Regions from separate parts of the Mus musculus genome. Here region 1 is linked to region 2. The links are chromatin contacts, called in public HiChIP or PLAC-seq maps. All regions are on one chromosome and are shown on one strand. The core of a region is the stretch at or near the end of the contact, and the rest is flanking DNA. Distances in the headings are between cores, read along the strand shown.

The links. HiChIP or PLAC-seq counts read pairs in DNA pulled down with a chosen protein or histone mark.
Region 1: an H3K4me3 HiChIP or PLAC-seq map of the SCID.adh cell line shows a contact between it and region 2, with 15 read pairs. The contact joins the promoter of Mlxip here to the enhancer-like site in region 2. A contact is called at or near these places in 8 of 39 promoter capture datasets (the 3T3-L1 cell line, 3T3-L1-derived adipocytes, the HPC-7 cell line and 4 more), 1 of 15 datasets of contacts at CTCF or cohesin (CD8 T cells), 2 of 484 Hi-C or Micro-C datasets (germinal center B cells and nephron progenitors), 3 of 115 datasets of contacts at active chromatin or transcription factors (the SCID.adh cell line, embryonic stem cells and memory CD8 T cells) and 2 of 9 other capture datasets (adipose tissue and pancreatic islet).

What each region holds. Positions count from the first base shown.
Region 1 is chr5:123,392,044-123,396,484 of GRCm38.p6, forward strand. It overlaps Mlxip (MLX interacting protein), which reads left to right and starts at 2,755. Exons shown (of 17, transcript NM_133917.3): 1 at 2,755-3,299. The coding sequence starts at 2,887.
Region 2 is chr5:123,321,873-123,326,014 of GRCm38.p6, forward strand. It overlaps Wdr66 (WD repeat domain 66), which reads left to right. Exons shown (of 21, transcript NM_001370840.1): 19 at 561-789; 20 at 2,443-2,544. Among named protein-coding and RNA genes, the nearest start is that of Bcl7a, 21 kb to the right of the region's middle. Within about 2 kb of position 2,644, at least 40 of the 459 cell types and tissues checked have an H3K27ac peak or open chromatin away from gene starts, as enhancers often do. A contact at or near this core is called in the SCID.adh cell line, germinal center B cells and nephron progenitors, where this site is marked.

The DNA of each region.
Region 1 (4,441 bases), core at 1,505-4,004, 70 kb after region 2:
CATGTGATTGTTGGGATTTGAACTCAGGACCTTCGGAAGAGCAGTCAGTGCTCTCAACCACTGAGCCAGCTCTCTAGCACCAAAATTATTTTTAGAAATGTAAAACAAGCAAGTCAACAAACATGGCCAACATAGGTAGAGCCTGACCTGCTAGGAAGGCAGAGGCAGGGGAGTCATCTGTGGCCAGGACTAGCCTGGTATACAGGCTAGTCTTATGGCCACTTGATACAAGCTAGAGTCATTTTGGGAGCAGGGACCTCATCTGTAAAAATGCTCCCATTAGATTGTCTTGTGGTGCATTTTCTTTTCTTTTTTTTTTTTTAAAGATTTATTTATTTATTATATGTAAATACACTGTAGCTGTCTTCAGACACTCCAGAAGAGGGCATCAGATCTTGTTACAGATGGTTGTGAGCCACCATGTGGTTGCTGGGATTTGAACTCCGGACCTTTGGAAGAGCAGTCGGGTGCTCTTACCCACTGAGCCATCTCACCAGCCCCCTGTGGTGCATTTTCTTGATTGATAATTGATATTAGATGGTCCAGCTCACTGTGGACAGTGTTACCTCTGGGCTGGTCGTCCTGGGTGCTACAAGAAAGCGGGCTGAGCAAGCCATGAGAGAGCAACCCAGTCATCAGAACTCCTTCACGGCCTCTGCATCAGCTCCTGCATCCAGGTACCGCCCTGATTAAGTTCCCACCCTGATTTTCTACAGTGATGGACCGTACTGTGGAACTGTAAGCTGAAATAAGCCCTTTCCTCCCCAAGTTGCTTTTGGTTTCTCACAGCTATAGAAAGCCTGAGAGACCTGGGCAAAACAGAAAAACATCAATCATTTATGTATTTATCTTTTGAAACATGGTCTCCTTACATAGCTCCGGCTGTCCTAGAACTCACTCTGTAGACCAGGTTGGCCTTGAATTCATAGAGATCCTCCTGCCTCTGCCTCCCAAGTGCAGGAATTAAAGGCATGTACAGTATACCTGGCACCTAGGCTAATCTTACACTGCTTTCTGAGTGTTCCCTGTAGCTAGGGAACTACCTAGGCCAGCCATAACCCCCATTATATTTTCAGGTGTTTTTTTTCTCCATCACTTTTAAATATAATTACATACATGAGTACTGTATTTACACCATTTCCACTCCCCAACCCCCACCCAACTCCTCCCTTGTCTTTTTCTCACTCCCTTTGAAATGTGACCTCTTCTTTAATTATTATTTTTAAACATGCAGGCACACACACATGTATAAATATAGCCTGCTGAGTCCTTTTAGTATTGATAGGATGTGTTTAGAAAAGGTGACTATGTGGGGTTGGAAAACCCATCTTCTCCCTGGAGAATAACTCTTTCTCTCTCTCCCCCCCGCATCATTAGTTGCCTGAACTCCATTTAAGAGGGGGTCTTGTGAGATTTCCCCCATCCATCTTGGGATGTCAACTGGTGCTGCAATTTTGTAGTTCTTGTTTAGACCATGGAGATTTCACAGGTGTAGCTTCCTTGTCATATACAGAAGACACCCTGATCTTTTCCCCTCTTATAATCTCTCGTGGTGGTTACAAGGCCAGCCTTGTCTACATAAGGACTACATGTAGAGATTCTGTCTCCAAACAAAATCTTTTATTTATTTATTTTTACCTTTATTTATCGTGAGAAGCGCAGATGCCACAGTGGGGTTGGGGTGGTCAGAGATTAAGTTGTTGGGAGTCTTCTATCTTGTGGGTCCCACGGGTTGGAATGAAGGTCAGACTTAACAGCAAGTGCTTTTATTTACCTACTGAACCATCTCACTGGATTTCCTAAAATATAAAATAAAATAAAAGTGTCTTTGAGACAGGGTATCATGCAGTTCAAACTAACCTAGAATTTGGGGAACTTCTGATCCTCCCACCTCTGCTCCCCTCCTGTTAGGATTGCAGGCACGCGCATGTGTTACCATGACTGGCTCATTGCTATTTTTAGGTTGACACAACTTTCTGAGACCTAGGAATTGCAGTAAAGACAACTAGGCTCCAAACTTCCCCTTTGGAATTTGGCTTCTGGGCCAAACTTCCAAACAATAGCGACAGTATTTTGATTTGTGGCTGAAGTTGTTGGGTCTGGAGGCAGACAGCTAGGCTCCTGCAGAACTCTACTACTGTTTAAGAGCGGTGATGCCCAGGAGCCATGCCTTAACCCGGGAGAGTCAGTTTCTGCCCCTAAGGATGTGATGATTCTGTGAGCCTTGCTCTTGGGTCTTGTTGGAACCTTAGGCACACCCCTTAGAGTGTAGGTAACTCAATCTTCTCATCAACAAAATGGGGACGGTAGACAAAATCAGGAAGGCTTTTGAGGACTCAGTTCCGGGTATGGAGGGAGAAAGCTGGCCTAATGTGGGGGAAGGAGCTCCACCCCTACCCACCACGTGGAGTGCCCTCCTTGCCCGCAGTGAGGCCGCAGGGCTATTCCCAAGCTCCGGGCGTGGCGGAGGCGGGGCAGGGGCTGGAGCCAGACTAGTTGAACAGACAGCCAATGCCGCCCTGAGCCCAGGCTCCCCGAGAGGCGCGGCCTGGCTTTCTCGTCTCTCTACTCCAGGGCCAGCCGGAGGGGAAAGAGGACAGCCAGGGGCCGGGCGTGGAGGCGTGGCCTCCGGCTTTTTTTTTTTTTTGTCCGCCCGGAGAAGAAAAGCTTCCTCCTGCACCTTTAAGAGGCAGAGGCGAGCATCCGATTGGCCAAGACGACAGTGACGTTACGAGGAGGCCCGCGCCCTCCCCCTCAGGCCGCGCGTTCCCGGGCAGTCTGCGCGAGGGCCGGGCCGGGTCGGGCCGGCGGCCCCCTCCGTTCCCCGTGCTTCTCCGCTTTACGTCGCCCCGGCTCCCGGGGGATGCCCCGGACCAGGTTCTCCTCATGGCTGCCGACGTTTTCATGTGTTCGCCGCGCCGGCCCCGCAGTCGGGGCCGTTCGGTGCTGCTCAAGCCTCAGGTGCCCGAGGACGACGACGACTCGGACACAGACGAGCCGTCTCCGCCGCCCCCCTCCGGCGTGGCCACTTCAGCCCGGGCCCACGCGAGCGCCGCGCCGCTGCCGCCTCGGGCCGGCCCGGGCCGCGAGGAGCCTCCGCGCCGACAGCAGATCATCCACAGCGGCCACTTCATGGTGTCCTCTCCGCACCGCGAGCACCCGCCCAAGAAGGGCTATGATTTCGACACGGTCAACAAGCAGACGTGCCAGACCTATAGCTTCGGCAAGACCAGCTCCTGCCACTTGTCCATCGATGCGTCGCTCACCAAGCTCTTCGAGTGCATGACCCTGGCCTACAGGTAGGGGACCCGGTGACGCCCCCACCCGACTCCCAGACCTGGCCGAGCCCCATCTTCACCCCGGTCTCTCTTGAACAAAAACCCAGCTTGGACCTTTGGCTTCACACTGTCCCTTTGGAAATTCCTTCTAGGACGATTTGTGAGTCTGGGGTCTCCACCATGGAGAGAGGCGCCAGGGTTCCGGCCTTGTAGCCCTGTCAGCCGGTCGTTCCTGGGTTCTTCCGGCTTCGTGTTCCCCATCCAGGCCCTCCCCTCCTCCAATGCCCGTGGTCACCGGTTTTAGACAAGAGTTAGGTGTAGCTACAGGCTGTGTGTTGTTGTTTTCCTCCTTTTCTTTTGGCTCTGTGGACCCCTTCCTTCTATTGCTTTGTGTGTTTACAGCAACACCCAACGGTTAAGATCACCTGTCCAGGGTGGCTAGGGCGCTGGCTGCACTATCTTAATGATTGTGTAACGCCTTGGAGCCTGTTTCCTTGTCTATAAAGGGGGGCGGGGTGGGGGGTGACAGTAGTGTTGACCTCTAGGGGGCTGCTTCAGGGAAGGGTTGAGATAGGCCGAGTGGGTTTTTAGGTGCTGCTTAAATGTGAGTTACTTTTCCTGATTGTCCATGCATCTGGAGCCTGGGTTCTCTTACATCTCCTTTACAGGGAAATTCTGAGGCAGGACCCTTTGCACACAGTGGACTTGTGGAGTTTATTTTCCTGGGAAGTTGGAATTTGTTTTTGTTTTGTTTTGTTTGTTTGTTTCCTTTTTGAGCCAGGGTCTTTTGAGCAGATGCTGGCTGGCCTTGAACTCCTCCTGACTGCCCTGCCTCCGCTTCCCAAATTCTGTGATCACAAACATATGCCTCTCATGCCCACATCTGGCTAGAGGGTTTTCTGACTGACCCTAAAAACTTATGTGTGAGATGTCAGTAGGGCTGACATCCCAGACACTGCCCTGAAACGGGGAATTCAGCTTTGGACAGAGATCTCTTTTGAACGTCATAGAAATGCCTTTCCTTGGAGGGCTAGCCTTTCTTTCTACCCTCTTACTCTTCCCCAGTATGTCTTCTAGGCAGGCATTTTAGGCAAGTTTTCTGCCTCAGCCAGAGACCTTCTCTGAACTGCTAGTGATTAGAGCAGCCCATATGGGTGGTAGCT
Region 2 (4,142 bases), core at 1,394-3,893:
GGAACAGGTGTGCATCATATCACACTGTGTTCAGCTCCAGGCTGCAATGGTACAACGGCGACGGACATCCTGGATTGAAAGCCACCCTACTCCAGCGTGACCAATGACCTTTTATAATTACCTCTGTAGCAACCCCATTTCTTTTTTTTTTTTTTTTTTTTTTAAAGATTTATTTATTTATTATATGTAAGTACACTGTAGCTGTCTTCAGACACTCCAGAAGAGGGCGCCAGATCTCATTACGGATGGTTGTGAGCCACCATGTGGTTGCTGGGATTTGAACTCCAGACCTTCGGAAGAGCAGTCGGGTGCTCTTACCCACTGAGCCATCTCACCAGCCCCCAGCAACCCCATTTCTAATAAACTCCCCAAGATGAAAACTTCAGCAATCTGTCCTGGGGTGGGGAGGACGTAACGCAACCCACAAACACGTGTTCCTTTCCAGTTTTCACGAGTGGCCTAACCAAGTAATTAAAACAAACAAACAAACAAACAAACAAAAAGTATTTGTCTGTGTTGACCATAGTCTTCTATATTCCTTTCTGATCTCTCTCCTCTAGATTGAGGACATGTTTAATGAGATCAAGTTCAGCGAATACGTGGAGACCGGGAAGCTCATCGACAAGATCAACCTCCCGGATTTCCTCAAAGTTTACCTTAACCATAGGCCACCTTTCGGCAACACTATGGACGGCATCCAGAACAGCTTCAACGTGCTGGGTTACACCAATTCGGAAGGGAAAAAGGCCATTCGGAGAGAGGATTTCCTGAACTTACTCCTCACCAAAGGTAAGACAAGGCCAGGACGGCTGGGAGCCATTTCCTCCAGCCACTTCCCAGCACACAGAGCCGAGGTAGGGGTAGGCAGACACCTCGGGCTCTCCATCTGTCACAGGGGACACTCACGTGACAGGGCTTCAACCTCAAGGAGCATCTTGGACTGTCTTCATATCCGACAAGGGTGGATTAATAAGAAGGTCCCTGACCTAGACGTGAGAAACGTGACTCACAGGCCGGCAAGATGACGCAGTGGGGTGAAGGTGTTGGTCCCAGAGCCCGATGGCCTGAGTTCAACCTCCAGACTCACTTGGTGGGAGGAGTTAGACTCTGGTCTGCAAACTCTCTCCATTCTCCTGCCTCAGCCTCCCTGTCACTGGGATTGAAGGCCTATGCCACCACACCCAGCTTGGCTTGGAAAACAGGGAGGAGTTTGCCAGTTTATCAGTCTCCTTGGGCAATCATAAGGCTTATGGGTGAATTCATCATGATATCAAGCCACACCACACTGAACTTTTATTTCTATCTACTCTACAGATGTAGAGGTTGCCTTGTGCTGTCTTGCGTACCTGACAGGCGCTCACTCGCTAGTGGAGCTTTTTTATTGCAAACCAGGAGAGCTCTGAGAAGAGGAAGTTTGAGATAAAGTGGAGCCCAACCTTCCATACCTGACTCACCTTGCTGTCCTTCTACAAGGGCCAGCCTCTTCTCCCTAGCTTTGTAAAACCATATAAGGAATATCGTCTTTCTGTCTAAAGAAATAGTAGAATACTTGTATTTAAAGCTCTTTGGCTAGGGGCCAGTGAGATGGCTCACCCAATAATGTGCTCGCTATTAAGGCTGAGCTCAGTCTAAAGCACACAGGAGTTGTACGGGTCTCCCAGAACTTGTCCTCTGACCTCCACACAAGTAAGGCTCTCTCTCTCTCTCTCTCTCTCTCTCTCTCTCTCTCTCTCACACACACACACACACACACACACACACACACACACACACACACACACACCATAGATAGATGGATAGATAGATATGAAATTTAAGAAGATCTCCAGCCAGATGTGGTGACACAACTGTAATTCCAGCACTTGGGAAGTAGAGGCAGGAAGATCACAAGTTCCCAGTGGGGCTCCAGGAGTTGTACAGTGCTCGGTTGTACAGTGCTTACCTAGCACCACGCTCAAAGCCCTGAGCTGAATCCCCAGTGCCACATAAACCAGACCTGGTGACCCAAATCTGCAACCCCAGTACTTGGGAGGCAGAGGCACGAGGATCAGGAATTCAAAGGTCAACCGGGTGTAGTGGCTCACGCCTTTAATCCCAGCACTCTGGAGGCAGAGGCAGGCGGAGTTCTGACTTCAAGGCCAGCCTGGTCTACAAAGTGAGTTCCAGGACAGCCAGGGCTATACAGAGAAACCCTGTCTCGAAAAACCAAAAACAAAACCAAAAAAAAAAAAAAAAAAACCCAAAAAACAAAAAACAAAAAACAACAACAACAAAAAAGGAATTCAAAGGTCATGTTCAGCTTCATAGTAGATTGAAGGCCAGGCTGTGAGCCACGAGACCCAGCCTCAAAACAAACAAACAAAGACCTCCTACTAATTCCCACCCCCAGCTTTAGACAGAGCCCAAGACTTAACCAGACTTCGTTTCCACTCCAATGCCCAGGGGAGCACATGACAGAAGAAGAGATGATCGACTGTTTCTCGACTCTGTTTGGCCTGACTCCGGAGGGGTGGAAATCGGAGCCTGCAGCCACCTGCATCAACGGTACTTAGCCTGCCTTTGTCTGGGCGCATAGCCACCACTCACGATTTGTCGTAGACTTAAGTGCATCTGTTCCTCCGGACCGATATAAGCCACTCTCCTCCAACCACACACACACAGCAGTGTCAGTCGAGCTGGGAATCCCATGAATAAGGGAATTAGTGAGCCGTGCGTGGCTGTGCCTGCCGGATGAGAGCATTCATTCCCACTTTGCCTGTCCTGTTTTGCCTCTGACCCTTTCCCTTTCTTTGCTCCTCTGGGCCATTTTTTTTATCTTTCTGGTTTGCGTGAATGAACTTCAGCCGCTCTGGAAGCTGTGGCTGCGTGTCGGCTGTGGAGAGAGGAGACCCCTGGGTAGGTGTACAAATTCAGTTCCAAGCTGAAGAGATGTTCCTTCTCGGCTCCATCTCTTCTCTCTCCTTCTAGTGTTTGGCTTTCTTTCTCTTTCTTTTCTTTTCTCTTTTTTCTCTGAGACAAAGTTTTACTATGTAGCTTTGGCTGGCCTGGAACTCACTATGTAACCAAACCTGGTTTCAGACTCACAGAGATCTTCCTGCTGCCTCCAAACTGCTGGGCTTGAAGGCATATGCAGCCATGCCTGCATGCCTGGCGGTGGCTGCTGCTACTGCTGCTGCTGCTGCTGCTGCTGCTCCTCCCCCTCTCCCTGCTCCTTCTGAGATTGGTCTCTTTAATATAGTCTAGGCTAGCCTTGGACTCCTGATCCTCTTGCCTTCACCTCCCAAGTGCTGGGATGACAGGTGTGTGCTACCATATCTTCTGGCTTCAAGTTCTTTTTCTTAAAAGTTTTCTTTTATGTCTTTTTATTCTCTCTCTCTCTCTCTCTCTCTCTCTCTCTCTCTCTCTCTCTCGTGTGTGTGTGTATGTGTGTGTGTGTGTGTGTGTGTGTGTGGTCAGTTCTCTCCTTCCACCATGTAGGTCCTGAAGTTAGAACCCAGGCCTTCAACCTCGATGAGAAGTGATTTCACCCCCTGAGCCACATTGCCCACCTTTTTAGTCCTTTCTTTTCTCACGCATGTGCACATGTGTACGATGCACGTGTGTGTGTTCGTGGATAGGTTGTGTGCCTATGTGCCTGTGTGCAGAGCACGGAAGCGAATACCGAATACCGTGTGTCTTCCTTGAGCCTTCTCTACCACACTCCTGAAGACAGGGCCTTAACCAAAGCTGGAGCTCTTTGGTTATGGTGAATCCACTCAGGTAGCCCCAAGCTCCCCCATCTGCCTGCCTGGCTCTGAACAGAAGAAGCCTCTCCGTTGCTAGGCTTCTACGTGGGCTCTGGGAATCTGAGCCCTGTCCTCCCTTGTGTGGCAAGCACGTTATCCTCCAGGGCACCTCCCCATCCAAGGTCCTCCTAGCCTCGGGCTGTACTCGATGGCAGAGGCCTTTCCTCACAGGCCTGATGACCTTGAATCTATCCCCAGCAGCAAACAAATGAAAAGTCCTCTTCTTCTCCCTGTACCCCAAGAACTCCCCACCTCTTCCTAGCCAGTTGTCATTCACAGATGTTACTGTCCCGAGCTTACACTCAGGAGTCCATTGAAACAGCTCTTCTAGGCTTGCTTGGGCTGGAAAATCTCTAC